3 separate regions of the Mus musculus genome follow, and all the other regions are linked to region 3. Evidence: chromatin contacts called from public Hi-C and Micro-C data. All regions are on one chromosome and are shown on one strand. The core of a region is the stretch at or near the end of the contact, and the rest is flanking DNA. Distances in the headings are between cores, read along the strand shown.

Evidence for each region. Hi-C and Micro-C count contacts between places; a contact is called where the count stands out from the background.
Region 1: a contact with region 3 is called in a Micro-C map of embryonic stem cells, with 2.2 times the contacts expected there. The contact joins the promoter of Otulinl here to the promoter of Trio in region 3. A contact is called at or near these places in 1 of 39 promoter capture datasets (pre-B cells), 4 of 484 Hi-C or Micro-C datasets (embryonic stem cells, neutrophils and uterus), 3 of 115 datasets of contacts at active chromatin or transcription factors (memory CD8 T cells, pancreatic cancer cells and stem cell-derived neural progenitor cells) and 3 of 9 other capture datasets (adipose tissue, liver and pancreatic islet).
Region 2: a contact with region 3 is called in a Hi-C map of regulatory T cells, with 4 times the contacts expected there. The contact joins the enhancer-like site here to the promoter of Trio in region 3. A contact is called at or near these places in 1 of 39 promoter capture datasets (pre-B cells), 2 of 484 Hi-C or Micro-C datasets (CD4 T cells and regulatory T cells) and 2 of 115 datasets of contacts at active chromatin or transcription factors (memory CD8 T cells and pancreatic cancer cells).

Annotation. Positions count from the first base shown.
Region 1 is chr15:27,680,110-27,682,809 of GRCm38.p6, forward strand. Otulinl (OTU deubiquitinase with linear linkage specificity like) reads right to left here and starts at 1,433. Exons shown (of 8, transcript NM_001242423.1): 1 at 1,288-1,433. The coding sequence starts at 1,342.
Region 2 is chr15:27,724,198-27,726,897 of GRCm38.p6, forward strand. No RefSeq gene overlaps it. Among named protein-coding and RNA genes, the nearest start is that of Otulinl, 44 kb to the left of the region's middle. Within about 2 kb of position 1,419, at least 119 of the 459 cell types and tissues checked have an H3K27ac peak or open chromatin away from gene starts, as enhancers often do. A contact at or near this core is called in memory CD8 T cells and regulatory T cells, where this site is marked.
Region 3 is chr15:28,024,585-28,027,284 of GRCm38.p6, forward strand. Trio (triple functional domain (PTPRF interacting)) reads right to left here and starts at 1,264. Exons shown (of 57, transcript NM_001081302.1): 1 at 756-1,264. The coding sequence starts at 912.

The DNA.
Region 1 (2,700 bases), core at 183-2,682, 340 kb before region 3:
GGAAAACAGAACCAGCGAAGAGGATCTCCTATGCTCCTAAGTCCTCCCTCAGCAGTTATATTCGAAAGGGAAACGTTTTCCACAATCTTATCCTTGAATCTCACTTTGTCCTGCAAACCTACAGCAGACCCCACAGACTGAAACAAACGAAAGGTCCCTCTCTCTCCTTGGGCTCAGCGCACTGACACGCCTTGGACTTCGTGCAGAGAAAGGAAACGTTCTTGGTGGTTTTGTTAAGCCAAAGTAGGCATTCTGCAGTCTCCCAAACCAGCTCTTTCCCAGTCATGTCCTTGCCTCTGTTTCCAACTTTCTTTTCTCTGCCAAACTAAAGGAAGAAAGAAACAAAATAAAAAATGTTCGACTGGATACGCCCACAGGAAATACTTGGCTAATTCTATAATAACCTGAGGTGCATAAAGGTTAAACAAATGAGTTAATTCTCTAAACTTCAGAGACTTGGGTAATTTAGTCACAGACTAGGCTGGGAGAGGCCTTCGGAATTAACTTGTCCAGCATGCATTTCACGAATGGTTGATGTCTTGAATAACTCCTACCCAGACACTCTAGGGTGGACTGACGTCCAGACCTCGTGTCCTGAACAGTGTTGCTTCCACTACACAACACAGTGCTGTGTCAGAAGCTCCTACTAGGACGGAGAGCAGCAATTAGGAACATTCCCGGTGTCCAACAACCCCATTTACACACTGAAAGCAAGAACACACACAGCTTAGATTCACTACTAGGCTCACATTCCTTGAGTGGTAGATGGTGAAACACAGGATCCAGCGTGTGGCCCAACAAAACCTAGAGAAACTGAACCACGGACACAGCTGTGGGACCGGAAGAAAGACATTTCATCTCTAAGGTCTTTGGAGAGGACAGACCACTGCTACCCAGTGGGGCAGGGGCCCGAAATGCAATAGCGATCTACTGTCACCCTGTCCCCTTGGTGAGCATTTTTTTCCCCCTAAAGTCAAGAGTGTTCTCTGCGGTTTACAACTCTGGTTGCTGAAAAGGTGTGGGCCACATCCTCTCAAGGCGCAAACCCCGGTAGCTTAGTTTACAACCAAGTTGCTCCCTCGAGGACACCGACCAGCTTGTCCACGCGCCCGGGTACTCCTGGATAGACCCGCCTCTCTCCGATGGCCGGGGACTCAGATGCAACCCACGCACAGCCACGCGCGCGAGGTGTAGCCGTCCCCGCGCCACAAGCACCCTTCGCTCTCCCTCGCCCACCCTCCGCCGCCACTACACCCTCCGGGAGACTGTGCTCATCCCGGCGCCCACCTGAGGTGGTCCGAGCGCGCTCCCGCTCCCGCGGCGCGCTCCTCGGCGCCTCCATGCGGGATGCGCGCCTCCACCCGCGCGCACCCTCCGCTACAGCCCGGCGCCCCGCTCGCTTCTCCGCAGCCGCAGTCCCGAGCTCAGCTACTGTGACAGCCGTCCGTGCTCCCGCCCTGAACGCAGACTGACGCCCGGTGCCGCCACTCAGAAGCTAGGGCGGAGTCTAGGGCGGAGCCTCCGCGCGAGGTAGGCGTGAAGGGCGCGGCGGCGTGGAAAGCTCAGAAGCTCAGCGATGGGAGCGCTGCGGAGGCCGCGGCTCTGCCCCTAGGGCTGCACCTCCACGCTCACCCTGGGCGTTCCACTGGTTCGGATCTAGAGTCCTCTCGGGAGCTCTGCACCAGAGCCAGAGAACTTGGGGAAGAGACTGATGGGCCGAGGGACCGAATGCCCCTCACCAGCTCAGGACAGCTTGGTGCCTCGATTCCCTGTTCACCACGGGACAAACCTGCTATGTCTGCGCCGGAGAGCTAGAGGCTGGGATCCAAAAGCAACTGCACCCGGGGCTTGTTCCACTACGTGGGGCAGGGCTTCCTCGTCTTTCTGCATGGGTCAGCACATTCGGCTAATGCGTGCTTGGAACTGTTTAGGGACGAACAAGAGCATTCTTGACAAAAAGTGGTTCCATAAAGTAATTTCTTAATTGTTAAAAAACAATACAAAAAGCTAACAGAAAAAGTAAATGGCCTAACAAGAAAAGGATACAAGATTTTTTTTGCTCCTGATTAACTAATTTGATGGACCCCTCCTTTTTTCCAGAAGAAGACAAGAGAGGGGGAGGGGAAGAGGGAGGGGGAGGAGAAGAGGGAAGGGGAGAGGGAGGGGGAGGAAGAAGAAGAAGAAGAAGAAGAAGAAGAAGAAGAAGAAGAAGAAGAAGAAGAAGAGAAGAGGAGGAGGAGGAGGAGGAGGAGGAGGAGAAGAAGAAGAAGAAGAAGAAGAAGAAGAAGAAGAAGAAGAGGAGGAGGAGGAGGAGGAGGAGGAGGAGGAGAAGAAGAAGAAGAAGAAAAAGAAGAAGAAGGAGAAGAAGAAGAGAAGAAGAAGAAGAAGAAGAAGAAGAAGAAGAAGAAGAAGAAGAAGAAGAAGAAGAAGAATCATCTCCATGAGTACTTCCTTTTTCTCCAGTGCAGACAGATTCCAAATACAAAAAGACTAGCATGCAAAATATCCTGGCAGCCTCCGGAAAAATAAGCGCCATAACTAAAGAAACATGTGGAAACAGCCTGGAATTTTGTGTGAGTTCAATAGCCTTAGGGCTATGTCAACAAGTCATTGAAACATTGCAAGTCTCTCTGGATCTCAGAACAAAGGATCAAAAGGATCGTACATCTTTAGTCTTGCCTCAGAAATCCCTGTCAGACC
Region 2 (2,700 bases), core at 169-2,668, 300 kb before region 3:
CTGCATCAAGAATGCAGAAGGAGCAGAATTCTCCCATTGGACCTCAGAAGACTGACGGGGGAGGGGTGTTCTCAGGCACCTCTCCTCCTGCCTCCAATCCTGACCCTGGATACTGGCCCCTGTGAAAGCACGGATTTTGTGATAGCTTGTATCACTGTCGCACAGAATGGGATACAGTAACTGAGGTGGCTCAAGGGAAACTTGTGGGAAGAGGAGGTGCCTCAGAGAAACCAGGTCAGGCCACAGTTCAGGCAAGTGAGGGTGGGGTCTGCTCACCGCTCCTTTATGCCTCCTGTTTGTCTGCTCAGCCATAAAAACTGAAACAGGAAATCGAGGTCCTCTGACTTCCTGTCTTCTTTGGTGAGCTCTGGCGAAAATCCATTGTGTAGGAGGGTCTTGTACTACAAGATGGTTTCCGTGTTTGAAAAAAACAAAAACCAAAAAACCCCTAGATGCTTTGTATCTTTTCTCTCTTGGTGTAAACAATGAAAAGTCAGGATGGAAATGGGCCCCGTGCATCCTAAGCAGTTCCCCAGCTATCAGCCCAGTGTGTCTCCCGCCCTGCTTCCTACCAGGCATTCTGACACAGTCGTTGCTATTTGAGCTCCTTAACAGGAATAAGTGGAGTCATAAAGAACCGGTGGGTAGACCCCACCGGAGGAAGAGGCTCTCAGCTTTCAATAGCAGTGCAAAGTGTGTTTCCTCTAATGCTGGTGCTGACATCAGCTTGCTATACTCTGTTCTTTTCCTTGAACATTCACAAGAGCCTTTGAATGCCAAACCTGTATCTTGCACTAGGAGGTAGATGAGAGGAGCTTGACAGACCTGAACAGAAGCCCTGAGCTGAGCTGCCAGCAGAGGAGCGACAGACAGAGCAAAAGATAACACTGTAACGCTCCTGAATGGTGAAGAAGAAATGGTATCAGGAGAGATAGCTGAGGAAGCAAATCCTGTCAGATCCAGTCTCCCAAGAGTCCCGCCCTCTATAGCAAACCACAGACCCAATGGTGTGATGCCTGCTTCCTCTCTGGAGGTTCTGCTTCTCTTCAAGGCCCAGCTCAACTGTTGTCTCAGACCTCTGTGAGACAGTCCTTTGTACTGTCTGTTTTAGCAATCATTTAAGTCCGTTGTCTTCTTCTCCCTCCTTCCAGATCCTTTTCAAGATCAGAGGCAACGAGTCCCCATGCATGTGTCCTCACTGTGTACTGTGTGCAGTAATCATGGTGCTCACTGGCCTGTCTAGTCTCTCATTTCCTGTCTGTCATCATTATGCTCTGGGTATTATGAGCAAGTGTTAATGGCTAAGTAGGATTTCTATATGAAATAAGTCTCCAGAAGTTACCAGATAGCAGATGATTGCAGAGCTTAACTTCTGACACTCACCACTGTAGTGCCTACTGTGAAAAGAAAACCAAGCAGGTCACGTGTCTTAGGAAGTAGATGTCATATAACCCTAAAGCTATGAAGCTTCAAGAGCGAGTCTGATCCTAGACTTCAGCGTCTGGGAGGACAGAGTTCACATTCTCTTTCCTTCTCCTGTTGACTCCAACAAACAGCCCTGGGCTTTGTCTGTGAAGAGTGCAGGAAATCTCTGCAAAGTGAGGAGAAGATGCAGAGTACCCAGAGACCTCAGGTCTTCGAGATTTCTTTTTGTGGCATCTGCCCATACTTGGAGCTGAAGTAGCCAGCAGCCTGGAAGTGACAACTGGTGGAGACCAAAGGACCCCACAAAGCCTGCGCCTGCACTAAGGATGAGGCCCAACTGCTAAGGAGTTTTCAGGCAACGGCTGAGTGGCTACCCTTCTCTGGCAACACATCAAAGCAGAAAGTGCAGTTTCAACACAACAAGTAGACAAATGCAGAGCCACAACTTTACCCCTGCCCTGCCTGAATGAGGCACGAAATCCCTGATTGTGCTTGACGATGCCAAGTGGGGAGCCAGTACAAGCAGCCTATATTCTTTGCTTGACTCAAGAGGGACATTAGGAATGGGCAAAGCATCGCTCGTGCCGACATCACCAGCTCATTTTGGTGTGTCGCTAGCTCTTTGTGTTTCTAGGTTTAGGCAATGAGGTTAACCAGACTCTCTTGCTCAATTCAAAACAGAAATCACGATGAGAGAAGCAATAGCATCCAAATGAGGCTTTACTGGGTGTTGTACTCACGAAGGGGACTCCAAGGAAGAGTTACTTGGGCCCCCATAGGATGTGAAGGGCAGATCCTACACAGACAGGAAGTAGACGCTGGTACAGAGGTGGAGCTAGCTGTTGCAGAAGGCCCCGGGATTTCTGCACAGCTCTCTTCAATTTTTTGTTTTTAGCACTGAGTTTTGCAGTTGGCAGAGAGATGTAGTGTACTTGTGCCTTGGGTTCCTCTGTGCTTGGCTGGTAAGAGACAGCTCAGGTGCCAACCGAGGAAGTCCTTCATGGCTAAAGTGCAGACATACTGTACTTGCGACTGACTGCAAGGAAGCTGGGGAAGGGCTCAGAGACTCCTGAGCCTGGTAATTGGTAGAAACACTTCCTTGAAACCCGTTTGCTTTTGGTTGGGAACCCCGGTGGGAGAAGAATTGGACTTTCTTGCTGTGGCTCAGTACCACTCTGCCAGGCAGAGTGTCTGCTCTTACTGGTACCAGAGAAGACTGTGGGGGGAGCTTATAGTTTTGATTCCACCCACCCACAACAGCACATCCATCCTCTC
Region 3 (2,700 bases), core at 14-2,513:
ACCAGCGCCCCTCCCGCCCGCCGGGCTCCGGGCTAGCCTCCTCCTCGGCCACCTCCGGCTCGCCAGAGCGGACCCTAAACTGCCCCTCACTGCCTCCAGGTCCACGCCACCCACGCAGTGCCCGCCAGCCCTGGTCCCACGCCTCTCCCAAGGGCCACCACGGTCCCAGATGTCCTTCCCGGGCCTCCCCCAGAAACAATGGCTCGACCCGACCGCCGCCTCAGCTCGGCCACCGTCCTCGGTTCCTGGGCTGAGGTGCGATGGCTGCCCCGTTTCACAGAACCGTACACCAAGGCTGGATGACAGGCTAGAGCCCCGAGTCGGGACACTCGCTGATAATGGGGTTGGTGGTCCAGCTACCAGCGGCCCAAAAGCTATTACAGGGCAGAGCTGCTGTCCCCGGTCCCGGTGAGCTCGTCCTCCGGGACACCGGCCTCCGCCCACGCCGTCCCCGCCGCCGCCTCCTCGGCCCTCCAGCAAGAGACAAAGAGCCGGCGCCCCTACCCGCGGGGCCGTGGCCGCTGAAACGGGAGGCCGAGGGGTGTCTAGCCTGGCACGAGGGGCGAGCGCCGGGAAAGCGAGTGAAGGCGCCCGGGACGAGCCGCAGCACAAGGGCGGCGTGGGTAACCTGACACGCCGGCGTGGATCGCAGAGCCCCGATGCGGCGACAGGGACGAGAGCGCGCAGGGCTATACCGGGCCGGAGATCCGGGCGCGCCGGGCCGGCCGAGCGCGCGGGGCAACCGCGGTACTCACCGGATCGGAAGAAGGCCGCGATGTCGGCTAGGTCCTTGGCGGCCTCCTCGGCGCCCTCGCCGGCGCCGCCCCCGCAGCCGGAGCCCGCCGCGCTGGCCGCTGCCGCGGGGCCGGAGGACGCGGCCGGGGCGGTGGCACCGCCGCTGCTGCCGCTCATGGCTTCGGCGGCGGACGAGCCCGCCTCGGGCCCCGCGCCCCTAGCTCCGCGCACCCAGCCGCCTGCGCCTGGCCTGGCGGCGCCGAGCACCCAGCTGCCCGCGCCCGGCGCGCGGACGCACAGCCCCGGGGCGGCGGGCGGCGGCGGCTCGGCCCGAGGAGCGCGCCCACATAGACGAGGACACCGCCCGGGAGCCGCGAGCCTGGCGCGGAGCGGGCGCGCGGAGCCACGGCCTCGGCGTGGCCGGCCGGGGCACGGGCAGCGGCGCGGACACGCGAGGGCGGGGGCCGGGGCTGCGAAGCTCCGCGATCACGAACGCCGGCGGCAGCAGCGAGCCTCCATCTTGCTTTCCGACGGGGAAGGAAGGAGGGGGAGGGAGAAATCACGGCCGAGGGAGCCCGGGTGAAAGGAAAGGGAGAGCAGGGAAAGGAGAGGAAGGAAAAAGAGGGGCTTCGGGAATTTCCGGAGAGCTTCGTTAGCGGCCGGAGCGTGGGCTCGGCTGGTGGGCGGGGCCTTTTGTGGGCGGGTCCTGGAGGGGCGGAGCCGCGCCTGGGAGCCCGGAGGGCGAAATGGAGTGGCTGAGAGAGAACGTGGAGCGGGCCAGGTCTCCTCCTCCAGGGCTGCTCCAAACCTGGGAGGAGCAGGAACAAGTGTGACCGAGCCACACTGGCCTTCCAGGACGGGCACTGCGCCCCCTGCCAGGACTCTCGCGCCTGCACTGCAAGCGGTCCTAGCGCTGGAGCGTTTTCATTATTATTTATGTCACCCGCGGGGCCGAGCGACCAGGATATGGAGCTGGTGTGGCCTTCGCAGGCACAGCGCTGTCACTGGCATGTAGAAGGGGCGGGATAATTGTTGAATGAGCAGAGAGGCAGTGAAAACAGATTATCTGCTCTAGTCTACCGTCTCCTTGTATGTAAAAAGCAGGCGCGAGAGAGGGGGTGCTTGCGGGGAATCCCCATCTCCCAAGTGTGCTGGGTCCTCAGGCTACCCAGATGTAGTGGGAAGATGATGGAGGCAGGGGAGACCAGAGGAAAGGGACTTTTAAAGAAAATGTACGTTAAATCAGATGTGTGGAATATCAAATTCTGCTTTATGTCACGGCTGCAAGATGAGTGCAGTGAAGGAATGGGCGCCGGGTAATTGAGAATCACATGCAGGAGAAAACAGATCAACAAATTCCATCAAACTACACCCCGCACCTATGTTTAACGGGAGAACGATGATTAAGTGACCACCAGATCTTTTCCCCTTGGCAGTCTCAGACAAGCAAGGGAAAAGGGCTAGAAGGCTTGGTTTCGGTCAGGATGAAGTTTGAAGACACCCATAGGAATTTGTGTTCACCTTGCAATAGGTGTGTGTAAAGATCTACAGCTGTGTGCTTATATTTTGGACCGCATGATAGTACATATGCCTGTATTTTCTTGCTCTGTCAATTAATTGGCCCTGGAAACACCTAGCGTTTTGATGACTGTCTCTCTGCCTCTCATGTGTGCCTGCACGCACTATCGACATTTGTGTTTTGGGTCTGTGTTTATATGAATACAAGAGGTAGGTACCCAGTGTCTAACTCAGTCATCCACTTCTCACCTTAGTTTTTTTGGAGCAGAGTCTCTCACTGAATCTGGAGTTCCTTGGTTAGTTAGACAGTTGACTAGCAATACATAAAGATCCTCCCATCTCTGCCTCCCTAGTGCCCAAGCTGCAGTAAAAAGCTGGAATACCGAGGAACTGAATTCAGGTTCCCATGCTTGCAGAGTAAGTATTTTACCACAGATGGAGCGTTTC